Regions from separate parts of the Ovis aries genome. Here region 2 is linked to region 1. The links are chromatin contacts, called in public Hi-C maps. All regions are on one chromosome and are shown on one strand. The core of a region is the stretch at or near the end of the contact, and the rest is flanking DNA. Distances in the headings are between cores, read along the strand shown.

Evidence for each region. Hi-C and Micro-C count contacts between places; a contact is called where the count stands out from the background.
Region 2: a contact with region 1 is called in a Hi-C map of tail adipose tissue, with 2.5 times the contacts expected there. The contact joins two enhancer-like sites. A contact is called at or near these places in 2 of 16 Hi-C or Micro-C datasets (skin fibroblasts and tail adipose tissue).

Annotation. Positions count from the first base shown.
Region 1 is chr1:22,368,389-22,375,796 of ARS-UI_Ramb_v3.0, forward strand. The region is part of intron 2 of TRABD2B (TraB domain containing 2B); the gene reads right to left. Among named protein-coding and RNA genes, the nearest start is that of TRABD2B, 140 kb to the right of the region's middle. Within about 2 kb of position 3,778, at least 13 of the 54 cell types and tissues checked have an H3K27ac peak or open chromatin away from gene starts, as enhancers often do. A contact at or near this core is called in tail adipose tissue, where this site is marked.
Region 2 is chr1:22,581,056-22,588,463 of ARS-UI_Ramb_v3.0, forward strand. It overlaps LOC132657885 (a long non-coding RNA gene), which reads right to left. Exons shown (of 2, transcript XR_009596657.1): 2 at 1,453-6,398. Among named protein-coding and RNA genes, the nearest start is that of TRABD2B, 77 kb to the left of the region's middle. Within about 2 kb of position 4,801, at least 6 of the 54 cell types and tissues checked have an H3K27ac peak or open chromatin away from gene starts, as enhancers often do. A contact at or near this core is called in tail adipose tissue, where this site is marked.

The DNA.
Region 1 (7,408 bases), core at 2,528-5,027:
GGTCAAAGCTATGGTTTTTCCAGTAGTCATGTATGGATATAAGAGCTGGGCCATAAAGAAGGCTGAGGGCCAAATAATGGATGTTTTCGAATTGTGCTGGAGTAGACTCTTGAGAGTCCCTTGGACTGCAAGGAGATCAAACCAGTTAATCCTAAAGGAAATCAACCCTGAATATTCATTGGAAGGACTGATGCTGAAGTTGAAGCTCCAATAACTTGGTCACTTGATGCCAAGAGTCAACTCATTGGAAAAGGCCCTGATGCTGGGAAAGATTGAGGGCAGGAGGAGAAGGGGGCAACAGAAGATGAGATGGTTGGATGGCATCATTGACTCAATGGACATGAGTCTGAGCCAACTCCAGGAGAGAGTGGAGGACAGGAAAGCCTGGGGTGCTGCAGTCCATAGGGTTGCAAAGAGTCAGACACGACCAAGAGACTGAATGAAAACAATACAGGGCAATTATTTTGCTCTTACTAAGAGTTTGGTATTGGGTTAAGAGATTTACAGGCATGATATCTTCTAGACAATCTGTGAGATGGGCGCTATTACTCTCTTCTTTTATACTGAGAGACTGGGACGGAAAGGTAAAGTAACTTGCCCATGGTCACCCAGCTAGTAAATGGTGGAGGTGGGATATGGACCACGGAAGTCTGACTCTAAATACGCTAGTAATGGCAATAATAATAACAACAACACATCCTTTTCCAGGGGTACATGCAGCAAATTCATTGAACAGGTGGTGTTTGAAATCTGTCTTTAGGACCTTTGTGTATAAAGAATATGAGTATATGGCCCAAGGCAGTGTGACTGCTGAGAGATTATTTTTTTTTTGTAGTGAGAAATACATTTTTTATAATCTGAGTAATTTCCTTCTAATGTGTTTAGTCCCCATTAAACTGTGCACTTCTTTGGGGAAATAAACATGCTGTAGTCAACTTGAAATCCCCAGAACAAAGCCCAGCAAACAATAGGTGCTTAGTATGTGTATGTGTGCGTGCCCAGTCACTAAGTCATGAAGTCTCTTTGTGACCCTTGGGACTGTAGCCCACCAGGAAATCCCAGGCCTGGGATTTCCCAGGCAAGAATACTAGAGTGGGTAGCCATCTTCTTCTCTGGGGATATACCCAACCCAGGGATTGAACCTGTGTCTCCTGCACTGGCAGACAGATTCTTTACCATTGAGCCACCTGGGAAGCTCAGGTGGCTAGAAGATGCTTGCCGACTCACACAGTGGGTTTCTTTTCTCTGGGGTTGACCCGCATGTCTGGCATGTCAAGGGCTGGAGGGAGTACATATCATCTTACATATTTGCACTGGGGGCCTGGTGTGTGACCAGGCATACGAACCTCCCAAGTTTGGCTTTATGGCAATACTTTAACAGCTTCTGTGCAAAGACTCCTACGCCTCTCAATGCAAGGGTTAAAAAAAAAAGACTCAATATAGTATATAGTTAAGATGTGGTTAATAACACTCAGCATGCCTCCCCCTCCAGTTAATTAGGAAACTTTATTACAGGAAAGTTGAAGTGGCTTTTTTCTTTTTCCCAAGGGAAATGTACCAACTTCTGAGAAGTGGGAAAGAGGGATGCCAAGGGCTGCTCCATCATCATTTCCACCCCACACTCCTCTGGCACTACTGACACTCACCCAGCCACCCAGCCAGTCTGGCTCATCTTCAAAATGGTCTCAGCTCACACCTGGACCGTGAGATGGAGCAACCTGATAGAAATGGTGTGTGCCCATCCAGGAGTCAGAATCCTGTTTCTCCAATTTGCTGCATGGCCCCAGCAGGTGATGCAACTGTTCTGGGCTTGGTTTCCTCACCTGTTGAAAGGACTGGCAGCTGCCCCTACCTTTGAGGAGCCTGGGTGGTTGAGTAAGACAGTCAGTGAGGTGCATGAAATATGGAGTTTGGATCTCTGGGAGGTCAGTACATCCGGCCATTTCAGGGAACAGAAGGAAAAAAGTTCCTTGCAGGAGCTCCTTAGGGCTACAGACTAAGCATCTGGGGGACTCTCTGGGTTTTTCCACTTCAGTCCACTGTTGAGCTGGTACACGGACAATGGGTGACCAGAGGGGGCTGTAACACCCACCTAGACTGGGAGTGATTCCCATCCCATAAGACATTCCAGCTTAACATAACACAGGCTAGGTTAGGTTAAAGCACACACACTCACTCAAAAATGAAGGTTGGGTGCCCTCTGACCCTCAGTTCAATAGCTACCTCCCGGGCAGTGATGCTTGGGAGACAGGAGAGTCCACATCAAAGGATGGAGATGGGCAGATTTATGGGTGTGCAGGGGCTTCTCCCAGGTGTTTCTGCTCCAAACCCCTCCCCACTGGGGCATCTGGAGCGGAGGTATTGGCCTTGGAACAGGAGGCCAAAAAGGGCTTTCCCGAGAGCCAGCTACTCCTCTGGGGTCTTGCAGGGGATCCTGAAGGGGGTCCTGCAATCAGGGAAGCTGGGTCCACAGCCAAAGCAATATGACCCTAACTGACAAAGCCTGAAATGAGTCCTTTCTGGCCAGGCAAAATGCTTCCCCTTCATGCTGGTCTTCACAAGTGCCTCCCCCATGAAGCCCTCTGTGGTTCCCACAGGAAGGAAGGATCAGTCACCTCTGTGTTCTCAGCACATATAACTCCTTTTATAGAGCTCCTCTTGGAGGGAGGCCTGTATTTAATTCACCCTTGTGCTTGCAACACCCAGCACAGTGCCTGACTTGGGTAATTATGTACCAAGAAATGTGGGTACGATGACTGTAAATGTTCTTGATGGAGTTATGGAGAATGATCTAAAGAGTGCGCTCTTCACCGGAAAGGTGTGGAAATTTAGGCCCCGGGGTGGGGGTGGGTGGCTGGGTATCACTGCCCAGCGTGGCTGCTGGCAGTCAGCCACCAATGCATGACGGAGCTCAGGACTCCTTCATGCCGGCTATAGAGCTGGTGGGTAGCTCTGGCAGGATCTGGGCTTGAGAAGCGAGTTCTCCCACCTTGCCCTGCTTGCATCCACTTGACTAGGCTGCACACAGCCCAGCCAGGAGAGGGAAGTGTCCACATTACAAAAATCATACGAAAGAAATTATGGATGGAAAAATCATTACCTTATAAATCGGCCGAGCTGTTCAGAACTTGTAGGAAACAGGGCATATAAAATTCATATGGCACATTGGGGCTTTGCTAGAGCCTCATTACAGCCCTCAGACTCCAGTGAAATATGTCCTGACCCAGAGAGGCTAATTTTCCTTTATTAATGACATGGGGCGGGGCTGACACCATAAATTCCAGCTACCTGAGGGCCCTGGAGCTTGGGACAAACTTTTGAGCGATGAGTCTCTCAAGGCTATACTGGTCCCACCACACCCTGGACTCTGTCGCACCCCCAGGAAGCAAGGCAGCCTCCCTCTGCCCCAGGTGCCCAGTCCGAGGACCACAAAACAGAATGGAGAAGGCGGAGGTTGGGGGCTATCTTTTCTCTGATGAGGGCCTGACCTGAAATGTTACATAAATCAGCCCCTTAATGGGAGATGGAGTCCTAAGAAGGGGATCCATGCATTACTCCCAATGCTTGGTGTGATTCCTGTAACAGAAGTGTCACGAACGATGCCATCTGCATTCCTCAAGCCTGGTCTATGACCAGGGTCAGGCTTGGGCTGTGACCAGTCTCAGGGCTCAGGCTGTTCCAAGTGGGTAGAATGAGACTCTGGTCACAGGCTCATAGAGGATCCGAGAATCCAGAGTCCCAGACATAATATCAGAGAACAGTCAGCCAAGCCTGGTCCCTGGAAGCACACTTGGCCCCTAGCCCGTGTTTCTGCCTTTGTTACAGCTGTGGTCAGCACCCAGGGTTACACAACTGAATAATCTTTGAGGTTAAATTCTCTCCTTGCTCATGATACAAACGAGGAAACGAAGGGCTCACCAATATCCCTGGTTGCAGGGAGCATGAGCCCAGGCCACCTGCCCCACCCACTGCGGTTTCTCCACCACCCACACTCCCTTTGCAACAGAGGATGAGGGTAAATGTGCAGCCACAGCCTGGCCCGCAGTCCTGGCTCCTGGCTCTTCTTGACCCTGTGTCCCTGGGACAGAAGAAAAGGGAGAGCTTGTCTGTCTTCCCGGATAATCCATCACACGTCCCCAAAATGTCTCCCCTGTGGCCATGGCTTTCTGAAATGCCCCAGCTGCCTTTGTCCCTTTGGGTCCACAATCAGCAACCTTCACACATAGATGTGGTGCTCACAGGTTGCCTAGTCGTTGACCTGGGTTGAGGCAGGAAGTCTGAGAAGCAGAGTAGCTGGGTGGCTGCTATGGGCTGAACTGTATCCCCATCCCCAACTTCATGTTGACGCTCTGACCTCAGAAAGTGACTGTACTCAGAGATGGAGTATTGAAAAGTAAAGATATAACTTTGCCAGCAGAGATCCATATAGACAAAAATATGGTTTTTCCAGTAGTCGTGTACTGTTGTGAGAGTTAGACCATGAAGAAGGCTGAGCACTGAAGAACTGATGCTTTCAAATTGTAGTGCTGGAGATCAAACCAGCCAATGTTATAGGAAGTCATCCCTGAATATTCATTGGAAGAACTGGTGCTGAAGTTGAAGCTTCAAAACTTTGGCTACATGATGCAAAGAACTGACTCATTAGAAAAGGCCCTGATGGGGGAACAGAGGGAGGCTGCGGGGGCCGCACGCCTGGAAGATGGTGGTTACTAGGTCTGCGCGGCCTCGGGAAATTAAATTAATTAAAAAAAAAAAAAAAAGAAAAGGCCCTGATGATGGGAAAGAGTGAAGGAAGGAGGAGAAGGGAACAACAGAGGATGAGATGGGTGGATGGCCTCACCAACTGGTTGGACATGAGTTTAAGCAAGCTCTGGGAGTTGGTGATGGACAGGGAAGCCTGGTGTGCTGCAGTCCATGGGGTCGCAAAGAGTTGGACACGACTGAGCTACCGAACAACAACAGCTGCTAGTTAAAATGAGGTCTTCAAGGTGGGTCCTAGCTCAGACTGACTAGTGCCCTAGTAAGAAGAGATGAGGACACATGGAGAGGCTGCACACGTGTGTGCAACATGGCAAACACGTGTGTATAGAGGGATAGCCCTGTGCAGAGGCAGGAAGAGGGTGGCTGCCTGCAAGCGCAGGAGAGGGGCTTCAGAGGATGCCAACCCTGCCAGCACCCTGTGATCCCTGACTCCACGGGAAAGCAGACATCTGCTGCTGAAGTCCTCAGTCTGTGATATCTGTTACAGCAGCCCACACTGACTTGAGAGAGGTTTACCTGAGATTTGCCTAGACCCGAACCCAAGTCTTCTGACTCTTAGTTCTGATTCTTCCCTACTGACCAAGTGGGCACCTCTTGATGCCCCTAGTAGCTAGAACGTGAGTTCTGGGACAACAGAAGTTGCATCTTTGCTTCGCTGTATCCATCATCTGGCAGACCATCATGAAGCGGGGGCTTCGTGAGTCTCTGCTGCTTTTGTTAAACCACGTGTGAGCCTGTGAGGTTTGTTTGCTGGATGAGGAGATGGACGGGGCTGCCCTTGGAACCGGAGGAGGGGAGGAAGGACAGGGCACACTTGGCCCCTCAAGGCTAACTTGGTCCCTGCCTGGTGCTTTGGCCTTTGTTACAGTTGTGGTTGACACCCGGAGTTACACAACTGCCTTCTCACTCAGTCCCCACCCCCTTGCAGCCGAAAGTGGAATCCCCTGATGGGACATTTGGCACAATGTAGGGTTTCACAGGCCTGTTCCTTCCAGAAGGAGATGCAGACCCGGCCAGCGCTGGCCCACAGACTCACAGGAGAATTGCAAAACCCAGGCGTTCACCCCAGATCAAATTCCCTGGCCTTGGGTCTCTGAGCTACTTGTTTATACCGAAGAAAACCTACTTCCCACCCTCAGCAGGGAGGCAGCTGGACACACACACAAATGTGTCATTGGGCCATGGCAGAGGAGGGACGGCTTCTTAGGGAAACTTCTGCCATTGCAAGTCCTCAGAGGATGCTGCAAGCTTTGCTTCGGAGCTAGTCCAGGCCCTTTGGCTGGGGCATGGAGCAAAGGCCTGGACACAGAGCCAGTGGACACAGATGACAGTGATGAAGAACTGTCTTGCAGTCTGAGCTATCTTATCACAGAGCAGGCTGCTCCTGGCTGTGCTGTGTTTGCCAGCAAGACAGTATGAAACAACCAAACATCACACAGCATGTTGGCAAATGACCCCAAAGACCTCTTCTGGCCTGGAGACAGTAGGAGTCCAAGAATCTAGATTCATTCATTCAATGAACATTCGTCCAGTACTGAAGCCATGCACTGTGACATATGAGACTCTGCCCTAAGGAGCTGGTGGGAGAGAGGGAAGTGGACAATTATAGTCCGGAATCATGTGTGCAGTGGCACACGTCCAAGACACTTCCGTGGGTTGGGTTCCCTGCCCACGTCCCACCATATCTCCACTCCTGGCCAACTTCCAACTTCCAGCCCCTGCGTGTTTTTGCCTGAGGCTTTCTCTGACCACTCAGGTCTACCCCACCCTGAGCCAGCCAGCGCTGGGGAAAGAATGCCATCCTCTGGACCAGTGATGGACAAGAGCCAGGGTATTAATACCTCAACTCCCCTGCCTCCTGGGTGTATAATTGTGAGGTGCATTGCCACTGTGAAGTGTTAATGTGATTCTCAGCGTATCCCAGAAGATTGGGCTTCCTCTGCCAAGCTCACTTCCCCAATGCCCTGGGTTCAGTCTCAAAAACATGACTTGTATTCAAATCCTTCACTCAGGGTCTGCTTAGACTTTAGAGTCACAGACTGGAGGGAAGGGACAGGAAGGGAAGTAAAGAGAGAGAAGGGGAGAAGTTGCTTTTTGACATTACACTCAGTAAGAAATGTAAGTCTTCTTTTGAGTGACACATAAGCTGAAGAAATGTCAGATAGTTTTCTAGAGTCAGAGAGTCCTGGTGGAGGCCTTCTCTGTTACTTGCCAGGTGCGTGACCTTAGGTGATGATACTCAACCATAATCAGAGTGATACTTCCAACTCCATAGGGGCATGGAGAGAATTAAATGAGAAGAACATGTGTGTGTGTGGATCTCACAGATGCTGACTTACTAAGTATCAATACTGCCACTGCCAGTGTTCGTTGCTCAGTCGTGTCTGACTCTTTGCAACCCCATGGACTATAGCCTGCCAGACTCCTCTGTCCATGGAATTCTCCATTGGGTTGCCGTGCCCTCCTCCAGAGGATCTTCCCAACTCAGGGATCGAACCCAGGTCTCCTGAATTATAGGCAGATTCTTTACCATCTTAGCTACTAGGGGAGCCATGTATCAATACTAGATGTGAGCAAATTACTCCACAAGTATCGCTCTCCTGACTCCTCCCATCAACCCTAAGAGGCAGGGACCATTACTATCACC
Region 2 (7,408 bases), core at 3,551-6,050, 210 kb after region 1:
ATTGTTCTCAGTTAACTGAACAACTTCATGCCTCGATCGCATTGCCTGGATCAACTCTTTTCTTCCCCTTGGGGATGATCCTACCTGTATATCCTCCCCCCATCTCCCATTTTGCCTGATGAACACAAAGCCCTCCTCTAAGGTTCCACTTTTGGGTTATCTTTCCTCTGAAGCTTTTTCTGATCACATCCCCATCACTATCTGTGTTCACTCCGCTGGGAGAACTTATTATTGCCTTTTATGGGACTTTATACTCCAAGCACTCTGTACTATCAACTAGATTTACTAGTAAAGCACTGTGGCACCTCATGAACTTAGTATTTGTGTATCTACCCCTCCCCTACCACACTCTCCACTCCCCTCCTTTCCCCAGCTTTAAGCTCCTCAGTGTCAAGGGCTATTTTCCACTGTCCTTTGCTCCTGGCACAGAGGTTGGACCAGACTAGGGATTCAGTAGGTATTTGGTGAACCAACGCATGAATGAGTAACATGACACTCTGTAATGATTGCTCTTGTGAAATAGAAAATCAAAGCACACTCCTATCTTCTCTCACTTCGAGGTGCCAGGGGATCCAGACATCTCTGCAGGAGACAGCCTCCTACGCTGGAAGGCTGCCAGGCAGGGAAGCCAGAGACCTGAGCTCTAATTCTGTTTCCTCTGCCCTTGGGCAATTCCTTGCCCGTCTCTGAGCCTCAGTTTCCCAATGAGTACAGTGAGGATAATAATCCTAGTGTTACTTCCCCATAAAAATGTTGTGAATCTCAAAGATGAGACCAAAACCACTCACTGTCCAACTCCAGGCTGGACTGAGTGTCAACTGGGGCGATGTGGTCGTCTGCCTGGCAGCCATACCCAGGTTTTCTCGGATCTGCGGGGAGGGTGGGGGGGGGGGGCAGCTCCTACCACTGAAGGGGACCTGCTAAAAGATTCTTTCTCTCCTTCTTCAGCTCACTCGTGTTGTGGGGCTCAGGGAATGTTAATTATTAGGCCCCAGCCCACCCGGAGAGCCTCAGATGAAAGCAAGCTCAGAGGGTAAAGTCTAATCGATGCCCTGCACGGGGCGTCAGGGCCCCGGCTGACTCTGCCAGCAGATGGATCATTAATCCAGGCGCTCCAGCCTGGAACCCGGAGCCCAGGAAGTCCTGAAACATTCCTGACCACCCACGATTCAGACCAGCAGTCCCACAAAGCAGCCAGCCTGCCACCAAGTCTCAGAATTTTACAACCTCAAAGTTAGATGAGATGCAGAGAACAGCTAGTCCACAGGCAGAAATCCAGGCTCACTCTGTACACTCACCCCAGACTATGCAGAGGGGAACTCCTTGATGAACTGCCTGGACTAAGGGGATGGATCTGCATGGTCCTGGGCCTTTTTCTGCCTTCTATAAAAGAGGGAGAAGGATACCTACCTCACAGGACTGATGCGAAGAATAAATGAGTTCAAGTGAAAGTTTTATTTTGAGATTTATTAGACTGATACTCACATGTGAGCTGTCTTTATCATTGTTAACATATGAGCCCCTGTCCCTGGGATGTGTTCCCTCTTTTTCCCCAGTCTTTTTCAACTGACAAGGGGTTGATTCTCTGCTTGAAAACTTGTATATACTGGCACCTTAAATATAAAGTCAGGACCCTCTTGCCTTGTGTCCAAGGCCCTTCAGCTTACAGTCAGCTGATTCCTCCTCAGCTGCATCTGTTACTTCTCCCCACCCATCAATTTCCACCCAGATGCAGAAAACTGACCCTTGATACCCATGTAGTTTGGCATGTCCAAGCTCCTCACCCCTTTTCTCTTGGTGAATTTCCACTCATCTTTCAAGGCCATGTTTAGCAGCTTCCTTTCCTGAGACGCCTTCCTGATTCCCTGTCACAAACCTCTGATGAACTTAACTTTGGCTTCCTCCCGCCTGGTTTCTGTAGCATATTGGAGCTCTCACTGCTACAGTACCATCAGTGTATTGTTTGGGTTTTAGCTGCTTTTATTCTTGACTGAGGAAGGTATATTAAAATGCATCTTCCCAGGGAGGGCCAACTCTTATTTTAGCTAATTACAGCAACAGCAGTCCTGGTCATTGGTTCCTCGGCATGATTTTTCTCAAAGCTGTGTACCTGGGTTCTAGACAAGACGGCTCTAGAATTAAACAGATTGAGTACGAATCTATACTCAGCCACTCCAAAGTGCGTCACCTTGCCTGTTATATTGACTTTCTCAGTTTGTTTCCTTGTTTGAAGAGTGAGGATGTTAACAAGGCCTACCGCTTAGGCTTCTAGTGAGGATTGTAAGAGACGTCTTCCCCGAAAGGTAGAGCTTCCTGCCCTGAGGCTTGGACTAGCAGTCTTATCACCTGGGTCCCAGCCCTGCCTCTCTCTGGCTCTCTGTTTCCTTGTCGGCAACAAGCAATTCTACTATCAGAGGTTTTCAGACTTGGTCAAGTGGCTGTACCATACGGGGCCTCGTCTTGCAGGTGGAGGCTAGTCTGCTTTTACATTTCAGTTCAGTTCAGTTCAGTTTCTCGGTTGTGTCTGACTCTGCAACCCCATGGACTGCAGCATGCCAGACTTTCTTGTCCATCACCAACTCCCAGAGCTTGCTCAAACATATGTCCATCAAGTCTGTGATGCCATCCAACCATCCTACCTCTGTCGTCCCCTTCTCCTCCTGCCTTCAATCTTTCCAGCATCACGGTCTTTTCTAATGAGTCAGCTCTTCTCATAAGGTGGCCAAAGTATTGGAGCTTCCGCTTCAGCATCAGTCCTTCCAATGAATATTCAGGACTGATTTCCTTTAGAATTGACAGGTTTATTTTTAATTGAAGGAAAATTGCTTTACAATATTGATTTCATTTCTGCCATAGATCAACATGAATTAGCCATAGGTGTACATAGGTCCCTTCCCTCTTGAACCTCCCTCCTACCTCCCACCCTTTCCTACCTCCCACCCTTTCCTACCTCCCACCCTTTCCTACCTCCCACCCTTTCCTATCTCCCACCCTTTCCTATCCCTTTAGGTTGTTACAGAGCCCCAGTTTAAGTTCCCCAAGTCATACAGCAAATTCCCACTGGCTATCTGTTTTACATATGGTACTGTATATGCCTCTATGCTACTCTCTCCATTCATCTCCAGGTAGAGGCTGCTGCTGCTGCCAAGTCGCTTTAGTCGTGTCCAACTCTGTGCGACCCCATAGATGGCAGCCCCCCAGGCTCCCCTGTCCCTGGGATTCTCCAGGCAAGAACACTGGAATGGGTTGCCATTTCCTTCTCCAATGCATGAAAGTGAAAAGTGAAAGTGAAGTCGCTCAGTTGTGTCCGACTCTTAGCGACCCCATGGACTGCAGCCTACCAGGCTCCTCCATCCTTGGGATTTTCTGGACAAGAATACTGGAGTGGGTTGCCATTGCCTTCTCTGCAGGTAGAAGCTAGTCCTTATCTGTATTCTTTATCCACATCTCTGTTCATACAGCTCCATTCTTACTCATTTCACAGATTGTCTAAGTTCCTTAGATTGGTCTCTGCCCTCCTATGATATCATGATTCCAGGAGTGAGGCAGGTGAAGAGGAGAGGAGGTGTGATGAGGGCATGAGATGGTAGAGGCTGAGAGGCTGGTCTGGTCTTGCTCTAGGATCCCAGGCACCTGGGGCAGATGAAGGGAGCAGTTCTGTGTCTGCCTGTGCGCCTGCCCTCCATCACACCTTGTACAATGTCCAGCACAGGAGGGGAGTTAAGTGAGTCTGTTGAATGGAGAAAAGGAGGGTCTAGAGGAGCACTTCTTCAGACTGGGTAAACAGCAGTGATGTCTGTCCTGAGTATTCTCTCAGGGAAATAGCCATTGAACGCACTCACCCTTCCTGGAAGGCTCCTACATTCTAATTTCTCAGTGGCCAGCACAGCTACAGCATTGCCCCTTCAGACTGGCACATGGAAACTTCCCGGAGAACTTTGGGTCTGAGGAGAGAGGAAGGCTGAGGGAGCTCCCTGCTCAGGGAAAGTGAGGTAGGCAGAAGGTCCTGAGATGTCATGGAACATCTCAGAGAAGCCATCCAGAGACAGTGGAGGGACTCTGGGGGCACCTGAACCTCTGTCCTATGTCCATATCTGTGACTTTGTTACTTTGCAGGCATCTTCAGAGGGAGCAGGTGTAAACTCTGAAATGGAGAGGGACCTGAGAGTCAGGTCATCTACAAGAGGTGGGAGCTGAGGAGGCTGAAACTCCTCCCAGCGAGGCATCTAAGATGATCTTGGACAAGGACAGAACTGCAGAGCTGAGGGCAGCGTGTGGAGGCCCTGGGTTCGTGGGCAGGAAGAAGCGTGCATAAGGACCAATTGGGGAATAAGATGAGCCTTGGGGTCCATTCCACACTGCCTACTGGGAGCTCTTGGGGCACAGAACTGGAGCTCAGTGTGGCTTAAAGGACAGGAGGCCTTTTGCTGGGGACCCTTTGCTGTCCCAGTGAGCTCAGCATCGAGCTTTGCCAACACTGGGTGCATGACCAACACTGCTTGACCTCAATTTCCCCTCTTCCAGTTTACTCTTATTTTAGGCTCAGATCTTCCCCCTCCAGATGGAGTTCTCCCATCTGGTTACTGAAACTGGATCAGTGGAAAGAGAAATTCTAGGATGCTGGAATTTCAGGAACGTTTCCAGGGTGCCAAGAAAAATAGCTCTGTGATGAGCCAATGCCATCAAAATGGCAGATCTGGAAATGAGATCAGATTCTGTCTGAGTCACAATCTCACAGGATCTGAGACACCGAGGTCATCCAGTCTGGTCCATGATGTTACAGATGGAGGAACTTCTGCCCTGGGAAGGGCAGAGCTGGTGGTGGCAGAGATGGAACTGGAACAGAGGGTTGCAGCCATTAACCTCACTCTGATCAGATGCCAGGTCCCCGCCGCCAGGCCCTTCTAAGAGCTGTCTGACATGTGTTGCTTTGCCTTATCAGCAGGAAGAAAAGATGACAGCAGGCAGTCTTTCCTGGCCAAGCATCCATCAGAACCCACATAAATATTTTCCCAGAGTCTGAATGGCCAGCATCTAGCTGGCTATGTGCCAGGGGACAGTAAATAATTTGGACGACTGGTGGCTTCCTGACAATTTTCTTGGGTGTGTTTTCTGACAACTTTGTTTTGGGAGCAGACGCTAGGGAGACCTTGATGAGGGCGGTGAGCCCAGTGCTTACTGGACTCTCTGATGGCATTTCTGGTCAGGAAGGAAGTACCCAAGGGGTCTTGATGACAACACACTTGGGGCAGAAGATAACTTTCACTCAGTCTGAAAGGCTTTCAAGTGGGGCCAGGAGTCGGTTTCAGGGTTTAGGGTGGAGTGAGGTTAGAGGCTCTGGGGCCAAAAAAGTTAGATGAAATCAGCTCAGTGTGGTAAATTGGGTAAGCTTGACCAAAGGCATGTGGGAGGCTTGGTTGCTAAGACAAGGAAAATGTTAGGGCTGGCATGGCCTTAGGTCAGCAGAGTGACCAGTCTTGGAGTTCAAAGTTCAGCAGGGGGTGGAGAGTCCAGGCCCCTTCTGTTCTAGGGCCTCTGACTAGGGCCAGCAGTGGGAATGTCCAGAAAGGGTTTGGTTGTCCAGGAAGGGTTTGGTTGTCCTTGAAGTCAGATGCTGGGTGTTCTGCCTTTGTTATAGTAGGAACTGTCAGCAATTTGAGGAAATAGGAATGGAAGTGAGGGCAGGAAATATCTGGAAAGAGTGGCAGAGCCAGAGAGTCTTGGGCAGATAAACCTGACAGTAGATTTAGGAAAACCAGACAAAGTCTAGATTTCAGCCTCTGATGGGAGCGGTCGCTATCTCCTCTGGGCTTAGTGATGGGGCAGGTCTGAGTGTGCCGTGTGGAGGCTCTGGGTGGCTGCACTAGTTCAGGGCGTGGGAAGCCAGGCTGGCACTGACGCAAAGGTCCATGTCTTTGCCACTGAAGGGAAAATATGCGGCATCTCTGATGGGTGTGAGGGCACAGAATCCCCAGTGGCTGGAAGGACCCATACAGAAAAAAATCTCGCCTGAGCATCACAATGAGATTACTGGGGCCACGCGTCCCATGGGTCCTGACTTGCCACAGCCCCACGGGGCTGTCCTTGGAGCCCCTGGAGATCACAGTTGCTCTGTCTCTGGAGGAGGCAGGGAATGGGGCTCTGGAGGCCCGATCTGACTTCCTCCATGTGGCTCCTGAAGATGAGGAGTGTGTGAGCTAGTCATTCAGTTGTGCCCAACTCTTAGTGAGCCCTTTAGGCTCCTCTGTCCATAGGAGGAGGGGGGCCCTTTAGTTCCCAGCGTGAGCCTGTCCCCAGGTGTTTGACAAAAATCTTTCCAGCTGGCCTGTGGTACACTCATTAGGGATGGGAGTGCTTAAATTCACTTCATCCTCAGCCATGTTATGAACATATTTGTCCTGTATTTGAAAGGAAATGCAAGACTGTTAAAAGACTCTGGGCACTGGAATTCAGTGGCTTGCATTCAGGTACAGGTTGAACCAGCTGTGTACTCTGGCCTTTTCCCTAAAACCTCTGAGTCTCAGTTAATTTGCACTTTCATATCTTCAGTAGAAAAAGCCTCTTGGGCTCAGAGTCAGCAGGTATAAATTCTGGACCTTCTGTTTTGCTCCTGGTTGACTTCTACACACAGCTGGTTTTCTCTGGGCCTCTATCTCTATCTTGGAATTCAGGACTGGGCAAGATGATATCTCAGGGCCCTTCAAGACTTTAAGGCATTTTATCAAGATTTGATACCCTCTAGGATGCTGGGGAATTGTTTCTCATGGAATTGTTCCTCTCTTTTGCATAAAAACACAAACACTCAGATTCCCAAATGCTCACATGCAGACTCCCACAAGCATGCATTCCCTCATGTACGCAGATGCGGATGTATGCTTTCACACAGACATATCCTCACCAGTATACGTAAATCCTCTCATGCGCTCACCTATGTGCATGCACGCACTCACAGGAACTAGTCTGTCTTGTACGTCACTGAATCCCCAGTGCTTAGAGCAGAGGACTGATAAATCCTCAGACCATGCCAGTGGAGTGAATGAAATCATGCACTTCCCTTCCTCACTGCGGAAACACAGGTATTCACACACACCACACCCTCACGTACAAGCCATCACGTGCACACTCCAGGGGCCCGGACACATGCTGACGTGCATTGGGCAGGCCCAGCATACTCACTCCCACCACGCCCCCACACTGTAGATCCCCTGCAAGGCCCTTCCAGGAGCTCACTAAGGGATATCCTTTCCTCACACATCACCCTGAAGCCTCCCTTGCTGGCACTGGGTTTGGCTCTGCTGACACCCAAGGACCTTGGTCCAGGCATCAAGGGTATGCCATAGCTTTCTGTGTGGACAGTGCTTTGTAAAAGTCCAGTCACTTTATCAGATCATGTCCCACTCCATCCTCT